2 separate regions of the Arachis hypogaea genome follow, and region 1 is linked to region 2. Evidence: chromatin contacts called from public Hi-C data. All regions are on one chromosome and are shown on one strand. The core of a region is the stretch at or near the end of the contact, and the rest is flanking DNA. Distances in the headings are between cores, read along the strand shown.

The links. A called contact is a pair of places that touch in the nucleus more often than the background predicts.
Region 1: a contact with region 2 is called in a Hi-C map of leaf, with 2.3 times the contacts expected there. The contact joins the enhancer-like site here to the promoter of LOC112766669 in region 2. A contact is called at or near these places in 2 of 8 Hi-C or Micro-C datasets (leaf and an unstated tissue).

Annotation. Positions count from the first base shown.
Region 1 is chr17:20,094,414-20,102,033 of arahy.Tifrunner.gnm2.J5K5, forward strand. No RefSeq gene overlaps it. Among protein-coding and RNA genes, the nearest start is that of LOC112762422, 4.0 kb to the right of the region's middle. Within about 2 kb of position 3,483, at least 1 of the 3 cell types and tissues checked has open chromatin away from gene starts, as enhancers often do.
Region 2 is chr17:19,993,070-19,999,857 of arahy.Tifrunner.gnm2.J5K5, forward strand. It overlaps LOC112766669 (probable LRR receptor-like serine/threonine-protein kinase At1g06840), which reads right to left and starts at 3,513. Exons shown (of 21, transcript XM_025812567.3): 1 at 3,307-3,513; 2 at 2,955-3,163; 3 at 2,602-2,752; 4 at 2,414-2,485; 5 at 2,039-2,110; 6 at 1,627-1,770; 7 at 1,480-1,551; 8 at 1,248-1,319; 9 at 1,073-1,147; 10 at 600-668; 11 at 440-508. The coding sequence starts at 3,051.

The DNA.
Region 1 (7,620 bases), core at 2,233-4,732, 100 kb after region 2:
CCTTGATATCTTGTAGAATCATTTCAATCGAATCTATTTCTCTCTTAATGTATTTATTTGGAACCTCCCATATCCTAACAATATACATTTTGAAATACCATTATAGTTTTCTGGGATTAACATCCATAATTAAATTATATTGTTTTTCCATTTTTTACAGGTATGGAAGCAATTTGATGGCCAACATATGTTTATAATAGGTTTCTTTTATGAAATGAAAGCTTGGTACAGGGGCTGAAGAACCTGTTTAAATTGAATGAAGATACTTTGAGTCAATGTTTGAATTTGAATATTTTGAATACTTTAAAATCATCTAAAGTGTAAAGTCTTATTTACCTATTCACTTTATCTCTCATCATGACACTTGTCAACCAAAAAGATTGGATATTTATCATGTAATTGACTTATACACTTGTCAAGCAAATAAGCATGCACTAGTTACTTATTATATATTAATAGATACACTAAGACACACTAAGATATTGTGTCTTGCTTCACAAGCTAACTATCTTCTATTGAAATTAACATTGTCATTAACTAACAACGAGTTATTTGTGTTTTTATTTTTATTTTCGTGACTTTATTACAAGGAGAATTTGATTTTTAGTGGCGATTTTATTGATATTTTGCAGTGATTTCAAACAGATACAAAATAGATTTATGGCACTTAATTAATTGTCGTTCTTTAATGTTCTAGTAAACGAATTTGCGATATCTTTTAACAATTGTTGAAATAAACATTGTAAAATGGATAAATTAATTTACATAAATTATCGCTATTTTGTTTGTTATTTATATATAAAAAAAAATTATGCAAGTTTTTTATATAAAATTATAAAAAGAAAGTTGATAAACTTCAATATTTTGTACTTATTTTTTTTTACTATAAACCATTTTCTTCACATCATGATTGATTAAACTTTAGATACTTAAAAAAAATATTTTATGGATAATACTAAATTCGTAGATAATTCTAAAATATTAATCATTATCATAATCAAATTCTTTAAAAAAAAATAACTGCTTTATTTTAAAAAAATCTAACACATTTTTTAGTTGTCTATAGTATCTCTCAATCTAATAGAAAAAAAGACTAGTTCATTATTAGGAAATTTTATCACCATTATTTTTGCCAATTTGGATGAATTTTTGGTGGTATTGGATATGGATAGGATTCTAAATGCAAGCTGCAGGAGTCCATTTAGCTGGGCCTTGATGAAGTTAATTTGGATCTAAAGGAACACTGAACAAACAAAACATCACTAATGTCTTCTGTTCAGAAAAAAAAAATGGCACTAATCTTCTTTGTTCTCCCATAAAAACATTTTTTATTAATTTTAATGCACTAATTAATAAATAATTTATATAATTATTTAATCACATTTATTTTTTAAGATGACCATTTACATGGTTAAGTGTGAAAGTTTTACTAACCTAACAATAGGTAAATAAATACAAATGTAAAACTTGTTTACATGAAGGTAAAACTTTTTTTTTTAACTAAACCTAACAAGGCCTGTTAATATAAAAAGAGAAAAGAATAAATAAAGATCAAATAAGGAGTTGATGAAGAATGGAAAAACCATTTTACATATTCACTATAGAGAGAAAAAAATGTTTTATTATTAATACTACTCAAAAACTGGGACTCCGGCATGATTCTTTCAAAACTACTCAAAGACTCAAACTTTATATATATCATAATTAAGAAAAGTAAAAAATAATATATTTGACACCATATTTAGCCATGATGACAAAAAGAGAAAGAAATAAAAATATCACTAATTAAGTGGAAGAATAATTAATAGAAGGGGACCATGGTTGCATGAAGCATTTGAATGTGAAATGAAACTATGAAGTGGGTTTCTTTGAAATGTCTCACTCCATTGTTTGCTACTTAGCTTCCATCTCCATTTGTCTCTGTAAGCACAAATACCATACCATGTCATTGAAATGGACACCTTGCATTCATACCAATGATACTTTTGTTTATATTATATATATTATAAAAATATATAATTTAGGGTTCCATGCGGGTAGATTGACTCAAGTATGCTCTGCGGATTCAATTCGGAAATAATTGGTCATTCTACACTGCAATCTGTGGCCTCTGCTACTACATTACTAGAGGGACCTACTCTTTAGGTGTCAATTAATGATAATTCTAAAGAGGGAGGGAGAGAAGAAAGGGAGGGGGGGGGGGGGAGGATTGTACATCTAAATTGATATTTTTGTTTTTTCTTAATACTAACTTAAAATTCAAATAAATAAAGAAAAGGAGATGAAATAAATAAAAAAATATGTTGAAACTAAATTTAATTTAAATAGGTGTGTGAAAACAAAATAACAATATATATATAATTTTAGGTTTAGTTTAGTTTCACTTAATTTAACAATTAGGTCTTTATATTTTTTTTAAATTAGATTTTAATTTTGTAATTAAGTTATTTTCATGTTAAAAATATTAAAATTAACAAAATATTTTTTTTAAAAATATGTGATGAAAGATCTAATTAAATTCTTAATTATAGATACATTTAATTTGTGAAAAAATATTCAATTAATTCTAGCATTATTTTATATTAGAAATTAAAAAATTTAATTATAAAATTAAAAGTAGTGTAAAGATTTAATTAAAAAAATATAGAAATTTAATTAAAAATTTAGTAAAATTATAAAAAATAATAAAATAATTAAATCTTAATTTTACAAATAATGACAAATAGTACTTTTTCAAATGGCGACAGATCAGCAGAAACACTCAAACTGGAACTTAATACCGAATCAATGCTCAGTGATGAAATTATCTTCTTTTTATGATCAAAAGGTGATGTTAATTACTTTACGAGTAAGTTTAAATTAAGGGATTTAATGGACTTGTGAATCTTTCTCTTTGTTATGAACTAATACATACTAATTTATAGATACTTTAATAGATGGAATAACTCCTCGGAAATTTCAAAGTTTTTCTATGTCTAAAATAACGTTTGAATCTTTGATACTTGATTAAAATGAGATGAGTCATTTTACTTAACTACATCTCTAAATTACTTATAGGAAGAATGTTAAATACTAATGAAATTTATTGTTTTTAGCAAGTAATTAATTAATAATATTTAAAATATAGACTAAAAATATATTATTAAATTATTAGACAAAAAATATTAAATTAATGACTAAAAGTCTTGATAAAAAATAATAAACTCTGTTAGTTATTGAATTTTTTTTTGTAAGTAATATTCTTTATATAAAGATATTGATCTTTTTATTTAGTAAATGATTTAATATTTGTTTTTAAGATTATTTTTAATTTTACTTAATAAGACACCTAATAATTGTTCAACCATATAAGAGTACTGATACTTTGTAATTTTACATAATACCAAATTAAAGTATCATACGAATCCATTAAATTAAAGTATCATATAAATAAAGATGTGTTGGTCTCATAATTGCTCACGGTATCACATGTGTTGGTGTGTATATATGTAGCCGTTACTTTATATTAATTCTTATTAGTCAATTTGATTAAACTGTACGTAACTACACCATGCAAGGGGATCGGATTGGATAACATATATATTTTAAATTAGCTTAATTAGTGTATTCATTACAACATAAATTGCAGATAGTGACAATTTTTATTGACCGTCGCTAAATAGTTCCGTGGTCTTTTGTTTAATGAGCTGCAATTATTCTCAAGCTGGAAAATTAGGTATAAATTAAAACTAGCTTCAATTATCTTAAACAATCCCATTGTTCATTTACATCACATAGGCTTGGAGGATATCATGAAAGCAAAATTTAAACAGTTTTATAGGAACAAAAGCACTACAAAATTTCGGTATCACATAGAAAAGATGAAATCAATCAAATGTATGCTCTAGCTATGTTGTTATAATACTACTAACAAATTAGAAGAACTGTTGGTAGATAGCAGTGCATTGAGATAGCTTGGCAGTAAAGAAAATGAGCTACCAGCTGTCATATAAATTAGTTACACATGCAGCTTGTTAGAAGTTAGTTAGGCAAGTTAGAATAGTTAAAATTAGAATAGTTAAACTTATGGCGGCCAATATATATGGAGTGACATGTATCTGTAGCGAGGTAATTTCTATCATTTTAAAGTCAGAATTCATCATATTAAAAATTTTTCAAATTCCGCTCTTGTAACTCTCTTCTCTCACCCGCTTTTTCTGCCACCAAGATTCAATATGGTGCGGTGAGCGTGGATGGTTGCAGAGATTTGTGAGTACCTTCAATTTCAAGGTTTAATCAAGTTTCGTGCATTCTGATCTTGTGATTCAAGCTAATTTTCAGCGAGATCACAAGAAAGAATGATGGATCTGACAAGTCCAGAAACTCATGGACACTCGAATCCCGATAATCAAGATTTTTCCATGGCTGAATTCCAACGATTCACAAAAATGATGACACAGTTTTCGTCAATTCAAGCTCAAGCTCCGAAAGCAACATTGAATCTCAATCAAGATCCCTCAAGCCTCTACTTCCTACATCCGAATGAGAATCCAAGTATCGCTCTCACCTCAACTCCACTGACGAATCAAAACTACTACTCTTGGGCGTGCTCTGCATGGATATCACTGAAATCAAAGAACAATATCAAGTTTGTAGATGGTTCTTTGCTAAAACCTGATGAGACAGATAGCAAGTTCAATACATGGGATAGATGCAATACACTCGTGATCTCCTGGCTGCACGCGTCACTGAGTCAAGATATTCTCCAAAGTGTCCTTTCGTACAACAATGCCTGTGAGCTTTGGAATGAGCTAAAGCACAAATTATATGAAGGGGGTGCATTTAGAGTAGCAGAGTTGCAAGAAGAACTGTTCTCATTAAAGCAAGGAGAGATGTCAGTAACGTCATATTTCACAAAACTTAAAAGAATCTGGGAAGAACTCGAAGAATTTGAACCAGTTCCTAGTTGTGAATGCATGAAAGAATGTGAATGCGGGCTTGATGTAATGAGAGGATACAGGAAAAGAACAAATGCAATTCGATTTATAAGGGGGGCTCAATAACCAATACTCCACCGTCAAATCCTAAATAATGCTGATGAAACCCCTCCCAGAGGTTGCTGCGATTTATTAACTCCTTCTACAGAAAGAAAGGGAGTTGAATCAGCCAGAGATGCTGAATTCCAAGAGTTTGATAAATGCAGCACTTAGCAATGGACCCCAAACATTCAAGGGAGAGGAAGTGGACGTGGAGTTCATGGAAGAAGTAGAGGACGAGTTCCTTCCAAGCTGTGTGCTTACTGTGGCAAAACTGCCAGCTGATTGATAGCTGTTATTACAAACATGGGTTCCTCCTCATTCCCCGGCAACGACGCCAAAATTTGATGCGAATTTTTCAAACCACAATTACCGGCAAGTGCATCGAATCGTATCAAGTAATAAACTCACGGTGAGTGAGATCCCACGAGGATTGATGGACTAAACAAGCAATAATTGATTAATTATTCTAGTTAGACAAGTTGAAATGAGAGTTTTGAATATCAAGTAGTGTAAAAGACAGTGAATTAAGAAAACTAAGCAGTAAATGGTTAAGAAAATAGTATGAGAAAAGAGTTAAGACTTAAGAGATGTTTAGATTTTTGGATTAACATTCAATGTCAACTACCCTAATCATGCAAAGATTGAGTTTATGGCAAACCCTAGGTGATTGAATTCCTATTCCAAGGCAATTCAATTTTCTCTAACCCAATCAACCGTCAATTCCTTGATCAATCAATTGTATTAGAAGGTTAAGTTCAAAATCTGATTTATAAGCCACACAATCTCTAAGAACCCAAAAATAATCCGATTATATGTCACGTATCACATTAAATCTAAACAATTAAGGAGTTATGAGAAAAGGATTTCAAACTTTAATTCTAGTGATGTAACTTTTCCAAGATTCAAAAGAATTCAAATTAGATTAGAGTTATTTTTCAATACACACTAATCCGTAGGATGAAGAACGAAACCAATTCTTAAACATGAATCAATGCATTAATCAAGAGTAGAAGAATAAATAATTATTAACATAGTTGTCAGAACCGAATCGGTGATCGAACTGGTAAGGTTACTGGGTCACTGGGTTACTGGTTCAACCGGTGGGTCACTGGTCGAACCGGTTAACCCGGTATAATTAAATAATTATGTAAAATTTAATTATTTTTTTAATTATAAGTACTTTTATTTTATTTTTATAAAAATAATTATCATTTTCAAATTTTAATACTTTATTAATTAATTTATATTTATTGTATTATTATATTATTATAAGTAAAAACTTACATACAGTTAATTTTCATGTGAAGTTGATATTTAAAAACAGTTAGATGATTTGACAAGTTTAACTAAATATCATCTAACGATTTTCAATTATTAACTTCATATGAAGATAACTGCATGTGAGTCTTTACCTATTCTTATATACTACAAGTATTTATTGAAAAAAATAATATTAATAGATATCATATAATCATAAAAAGAAAAAATAAATTATGGTTAATAATTTTTTTATCTTTTTAATATATATATATTTTTTAATAAAATTTATAGTTAAATAAAATATAATTGATTTAAAAATGAGTGACTTTAAAATTAAAATTAATTGAATATAAGTAAAATAAAAAATTACTATATGTATTTATTAAAAATAATATTAATATATTATATAATTATGAAAAGAAAAAATAAGCGAGTTTATAATTATTGTTAAATAAAAATACAATTAATTTAAGAATGAGTGAGTTTATAACTAAAATTAAAATAAATTAAATAAAAGTAAACTATTTGATGAAAGATATATATATATATTATAATTTGCATATATATTATTGAAAATCAACACAGTTCAGCGGCAAGAAAAGGTTTTGGTCTTACAGAAGATAGGGGTTCAAATCCCATATCACACATTTTGGATAATTTTGACTTTCAAATGGTTCGGTCAGACCGGTCTTACCAAGTTTGACCGGTTCTCACCAGTTTATTCCGAATTTGACCGGTTTGTTTCGGTTTCATACCTTGCACGGTCCAAATATCAAACCGAACCGGTACTAGGTCCGATTCACCGGTTTCCAGTCAAACCGGTCGGTCCGGTCCGGTTCTGCTAACTATGATTATTAATCCATCAAAGTAAACAGAGCTCCTAACCTTAGAAATGGAGGTTTAGTGGCTCATGGTGCAGAAAAAATCCTAGGAGAGTAAAAGTGTAAAAATTGAAAGTGCGGAAGTAGAAGAGAAAAGAAGAGATCCCCGCGAGGGCGAATCTCTATCTTATTTATAGTCCTAATCCTAATTGATTTAAAACTTGAATTCAAAACCTAACAAATCCTTTTTTATTTTGTTAATTGATTTGAAATAAAATCAAAGCCTCCTCTGTGTGATTTGTTGCACGCGTGGTCCCCATTCCATTGAGCACTATCGATGCTAAACGCTGGATTGGTGGCATTTAGCGCCACCGTTCCAGTGATCTCTCATGCATTACAAAGTCCTCGACGCTAAACGCTGGGTCGTAGCGTTTAGCGCCACCCTTCCAGAATGAAATAGTGAGAATTAAGGTGCTGGCGCTAAACACCGTTAATGTGGTGTTTAACGCCACCTATCCCGA
Region 2 (6,788 bases), core at 2,263-4,762:
TATCTGGGTGTAATCTTTCTTCTCTCCTACTCCATTTCTGTTTTCTATTGTACAGGAGCAAAAACTAAAAATGTCTCGTGCAAAGTGACGAGACAAAACAAAAAGTCTCGTGACTAGGGACGAGATAAAAGAAAAAGTCTCGTGTCCAGAAACGAGCCAAAACAAAAAAAATCTCCTCTGAATTCAGCAAGTATTAGCAACAAAAAGGGAGCTAAGATTCAACCCCCTTTCTCTTAGCCACTGAAACCATCATGTTTAACTCGTTTTTAATGTGTATATTGTATTTCAACGCATATTTTATACAAATGACTGATTTAGTGACTAAATTTTTGTGTACATGTAATATGGTTGTGCCGAAAATTATCCACATAACAAATCCAAATACTTGAATGCAAATATTCAATAGATGAAAAATTATTTGAACAATACAGATTCTTACATGGTTGTGATATTCCCAGAAAGCTGATTTGTAGGAATTGTTTCATTCAGCTGATTGTGACTGAGATCACTGGAATTTACAAAAATAATAGTAACCAGAAAACTGTTAGAATACATATAATATTATAAATCAATACACAAACTGAAAATGAGATACTTACATATAATAAAGGTTTGGTATCCTACTCAAATCAGGAATTGGTCCTTTCAAGTTGCAGTTCCTAAGGCTCCTGAAAATAATGTGACAAGGACAATGCATTATTTTAAATAATTCTTGTGTATTTAGTGTCATAACATATTAATTGGAAGAAATCAAGATGATAAGAGCATATTATACTTATTTAGTCAAACAACTTTGATATATCAAACAAGGAATCGAGATAACATAAAATGAAAAAACACTACGTCTAATTCAAAATCTTAAACTAGTAAATTAATGGGTCTTTCATCTTATAAACTCCTCACTCTTTCTTACTTTCTTCAATGTGGGATTAATTTCATACACCTCCTCACACTTGCAGTATTAACAGTTAACTGTATTTCCTTTTCCTATTTATAATTGTATTTGTTTAGCAACTCAGTTCCATTCCTTGTATTTGTAACTTGTTTACAATGTATCAGAAAATGCACTTACAGTTTGAACAAATGTGACATATCTCCATAAGACTCGGGAATAGTACTTCCACTAAAGTTATTGTTATCAAGCTGCCTGCAAAAAAATAAAATAATAAAAAGACAAAATTCTAGTCACATATATGATAAAAGAATATCAAAAAATTAGGGAAAAGAAAGTGCAAAGAGAATCATACAGAATCTTTAAGCGTGGCATCTTAGAGAGATCAGGGGGAAGTGTTCCTGTTAAGTTGTTTGTGTCAAGAAGCCTGCATGTCCACAAATACACATAAACATCTATTAATTACTATAATAAAATTATTAAATCCAAAAACTTTATACAATGTGATTTTCAATGTGATTTTTTTTATTGTGACAGTTATTATTGGACGAAAGGAGTGTGTTACTGATATCGAACAGCCAACTTACAGGTGAAAAAGGTTTGGTAGTTGGGAAAGCTCCGGCGGGATATGGCCGCTAAGTGAATTATTGTTCATGTGACTGGAAAAGGCAAAGGATTATTTCTTTCATTTTTGAAGTGAATCTTGATCATGAAGAAGAATGAATCAATCTTACAAGTGCTTGCAGGCATTGAGGTTTGCAAATGATGAAGGTATAGATCCATTGATATTGTTCTGATCAATTTGCATTCGGGTCAAGTTTGGTAAATAGCCAAGCTCTTCTGGCAGTGGACCAATTAATTTATTTCCATTCAGGAGCCTGCAAAAGAATACATATAATTAATGTTTCATAAGGTCATAAGATGTTCAAAAAATAATAATCATGCAACAAATTTTTTGTCCATGATATGTTTCGGCGAAAATAAAAGTACAATTAACTTTATATGAAATTGATAGTTGAGAGTAGTTAAATAATTTAATAGATTTGACTAAATTGCCATCTAACAGCTCTAATCTATCCACTTTATATGAAGTTAAAAATATTCACCATCTATAATACTCAGCCAAAAAAAAATGCCTCAACTTACAAGAGTTTCAGGGTAATGATGTTGCCAATTTCTTTTGGTATGGTCCCACTTATCTTGTTCCACATAAAATCCCTTTCAACAACACAAATAAAACATAAGCATATATCATAATACAAAAAGCATTATATTTATATTTATATTAAAATTGCCTATTAAAATTAGTTACTATGTATTTATATTTATATATAAATATATATTTTATTTAACTTATTTTTATCTTTCAATGTATATTTTATATTTTAACATATATTTTATGTTAATAATCAATTTTGATAGCTAATTTTAGTATATATCTAACATGTTGATAATGTTCTATTGAAAAAAATAATGTAAACAATATTATATTCCAAACATTAAAAACAGCTACATTCTTACAATATTTCCAGATAAGTGAAGTTGCCAATCTCCGGTGCCAATTTTCCAGACAAGTTCATTCTATATAGTTGCCTAAAATTATAAAAATAAATAAATAAATAAATAAAAGGGTGTTATATATATACATAATATTACATAATACCATGACATAAAAATAGTGACAAACTAAGAAAGATATTAAATCTTACAGTTCCCGAACATGAAAATATCCATCGTTAAATCTTCTGTCGTGACACAAAACCCCTGTCCATCTATTAATACATGGATCTCCTTGATTCCAATTACTCAAATTTCTATTGACATCAATCAAATTGTTCTTTATGGCTCTCAACGCCTTAACTGTATCCATAATCAAGTTACCCATAGAACCAATCAACAATATATAATGAGTCAGCAATATATACAGATGACCGCTCGATGCACAAACATCTCGCGTTAACACAAGTTTTAAAAAACTCGCATCCAGAGAGTGATTTGGCAATATCTAAATAAACTAAAAATATGATCTTTTAGCATAAATCACTTCTCTTTTCTAACAAACCTTCATTGGGGTGAGTGACTCCATTCTGAGCAGTAGCCAATAGCAAATAGCAGCAAAACCACAAGAACAGAACAACTTCACACTTTGAAAGATTCATCCCAAGTATACACTCTAAAACAAAATCACCACTTAAATATTCTTCCTGATGAACTCAAACCTCCACCCTGCTCGCTTTCCTTGCGCGCACGCACATATATATAGATCAATACCTGTTTATATTCCGGAATTTTTATGTACTAATGGTTTAAAATAGTTTTACACGAACAACTGAGCTAAAAGTCAAAGACTATTTCCACGATAAACATCTTCGAAAAACAAAAAGTTATATGAAGAAGAAGAAGAACAAACATACCTATATATGAGAAGATTTGTAATTAAAAGAAGCAACACGGTGGAAGTTGGAAGCAATAAGAAAAATAGAAGGTAATAAGGAGGCAGCAAAAATGAAAAGAAAGTCTAAGTTGTAATAAAATATAATGACTGAGTGAAAGACACGTGGATAAAAAAATATGAAGAAAGTTGGTATCTCAAAGGTTAAGGCTCTTACCAAGTCTACATAGAAATCAAATTTAATGCAGAGATGAGAATGAGTAATTGGTGGTGTAGCTGATGACGAAAGCCACCGCGCTTTTGCATGTTATTTATATTGCTCAATCAATATAACAGTGCAAAATATATTACAAAAAATAAATAAATAATGAGCACCTTTACTTTAATGGGGTTGACTTTTGGAATCTAGATAGAAGGAATTAGAGATTACTTTTAGTCATTTAAGTTTATGAATTTCACTAAAAACTTATGTGTCAAATATTTTACGAGATTAAAAATTGAATTTAATTTTAATACATTAATAGTATAAAACATTTTATGTAATCGTCTAATCATATTTATTTTTTAAATAATTATTCACGTAATTAATATAAAAATTATTTTTTTTACTGATACAATTTTATGTAATTAAATAAATATATACAACTTTAATAAAAATATATTAAAATTAAACTCTTAAAAAAATTTATTGGAGAACATTTTGGATTTTTACTCAAATATGTTACGTAATAATAATCTTAATATTAGATTTATCAACTATCGCAACATAAAATAATACAATGTTTTTCTTTGACCATTAAATCATATTAAAAAAATTCCTTTTTTTTCTCTGGTTAGTAGAGGACATGTTAAGAATTCTATGATTATATATATTAGACGTCTTAGAATAAAATAAGTTATAGTATTATATCAATATTTAACACAATTTTGTATGGAATAACATCGTAAATATTTTAATTAATCAACGATTAACATCTCCGTAAGTGGAAGGGATAGAAGAACTTTATAATAATAACTATATATATTTGTCATTATCACTAATTTTCTTAGTAGTTTACTTTAGTTGTTGGTTTAACTTTTCATCTAATCAAATTTCAAGTTAGATGCTACGTCATTAAACGACAACAACAGCACTAACACGTTTCTTTCTGGTGATTATTAGGATTATTACTTTTTGTTATATACTTCTATTTTTTCCACCATATATACAGAAATATTCAAAAGACGGTGATTTCTTATTGGTCATTGTGCGTTTATTGTATTACTAGGACCAGTTCTTGGTAAATTGCTTAATAGTTTGTAAATTGTTTGAAGAACAGGTTTAATTTGATAAACCTAACTGCATGAAAATGTATAAGTAGGTCTTCGGAAAATTTTGGAATGAATCTGTAAGTTTTATGGAAAAGGATATCAAATAATTATTTAAGAATTTTTGTAATAGAGTTATAGAAATAAAATAACAATATTAAGTCCCTAAATAATTGCAACATTAAATTTGTAAGCTTTTGGCAAAGAGAAACTAATAGAAGGATAAATTTATGAATAATGTTAGGTAACTATTTTTTTTCAGTTAATACAGTTAATTTTTTAAAATTATTTTGTTTATCTAAAATTTTAGACCGTAAATCATAAACTTTAACCTTAAATCTTAAATTATAAACTCAAACATTAAAGTTAGTTAATATTGACTAACTAAAAATTAATTTTTTATATTTTCTCTAAATTTATTATCCATATATAGCATTGCAATTTTTCATAGATTAAAATATATCTTAAACTAACCATTACAAAAAAAAATTGGATTAAAATGGCATTAATTTTTTAGTGGTTTTACATAATTACCATTATTTTTTATGAAGAATGTTAGGGGCAGCAATTTTTATGATTTGTAGCCATCAAATAGACATCAATGATAGTTTTAATGGTGTAAGATTGGTGTGAGATTTCATCCAATGACTCACTTTTCTTTAGTATTTGCCATAATGCTAATGATTTTTGTGGTGGTTTTAGTTGATGGTGGCAGTTTGGAACCACTATTATAATTCTCTCTTTTGTCTTTTAAATCGGAGTGTCATTGCATATATATATGAGAGATTGAGAGTGATTAGTTTTGTTACATATGAAAAAGTGTAAGTGATGTGAACGATGAACTCTAATCTCTTGCTGCCATTCATCTCTCGCTGCTGTCATTATCTGCTCACTGTCGTTCATCCCCTTGTCACAGTTCATCTCCTTGCCACTGCAAGAAACACCATTATTGTTGTTGCTTTCATCGAGCTTCTACGATCTAGTTCTCGATTTGGCTTCGATCTGAAGGTTTACCGCTGGTGCTTGGTTCATCTCCTTGTCGCCTCTCATCCCTTCGCCACCGCAAGCAACACCATGTCATTGCCTTCAACGAGCTTATACAATCTGGATCTAGCTTTGATATGAAGGTTAGTCACCACTGCACTGCTCATTTCCTCTCTTCTTTTGTTTATCACCTCACTACCGTAAGCAATGCCATTGTTAATTACTACCATCATCGAGCTTTTTCTGATTTATTTTTGCTTTCTATGTTACTTCTAATAGGTAATGTATTTCATTTTATTCTTTTGATTTTTCTTTCTCGTCATACTTTTAGATTTAGTTCATGCTCTAATAAAAAAAAAAAATCAGAAAATACTTGTTCTTTTTTCATATTGTATATTTTGACTTCTATTGATTTTCTACGTTGTTCTTGTTGTTGCTACAACTGCAATTGTTATTATTTCTTTCCTTTTCTATTTCTAATTATTGATCGACAAATATAATCTCAATATATAAAGGCGTAGTCATGGTACAGAAGAGAGTTGTGAAACTGAAAGTGGATCCAAAATTTTGACAACATCCACTAAAAGTTTTATTTCTAGAGAAAATAGGTTGTTGGTTGATATTTGTCTCTACAATTTAATTGATAAAGACTATATTTTAAGACATACCTAATTAAAAAATCACATATAGTGTAATACATTATTTTTGGATTATAACTTTTAATTTTCGACGACTATGTATGAATTTAAAATCATACTATATTTAATGTTTTATTTATGGCTTATAATTTTTAGTTATTGAGAAATTAAAAAAATGTTGGATTAATGCAATCAAAACGGTAGTTTCAATCATCATCTAAAACTATCTAAAATCATCATTTTAATTAGATAAAAATGTTGGTAGAAAGGTAGTTTTCAATCTTTTTTTTTTAAACAAAAATATCATTTTAACCAAATAAAAACAATGATTTTCAACTATCCTTTTAAAAGAAAAAAATAATTTTATAATCTCCTAAAAACAACAATTTTTAACTACCATTTTAAACAACAAAAAATATCATTATAACTTGATAAAAATGATAATTTTTAACTGTTGTTTGGTAAAAGTGGTAGTTTTTAATCGCTATTTTAAACAACAAAGAACTGTCATTTTATCCTGTTAATCAAGAAATTGCCATTTTATATATGGTAATGATGATGGTTTTTAAAAACA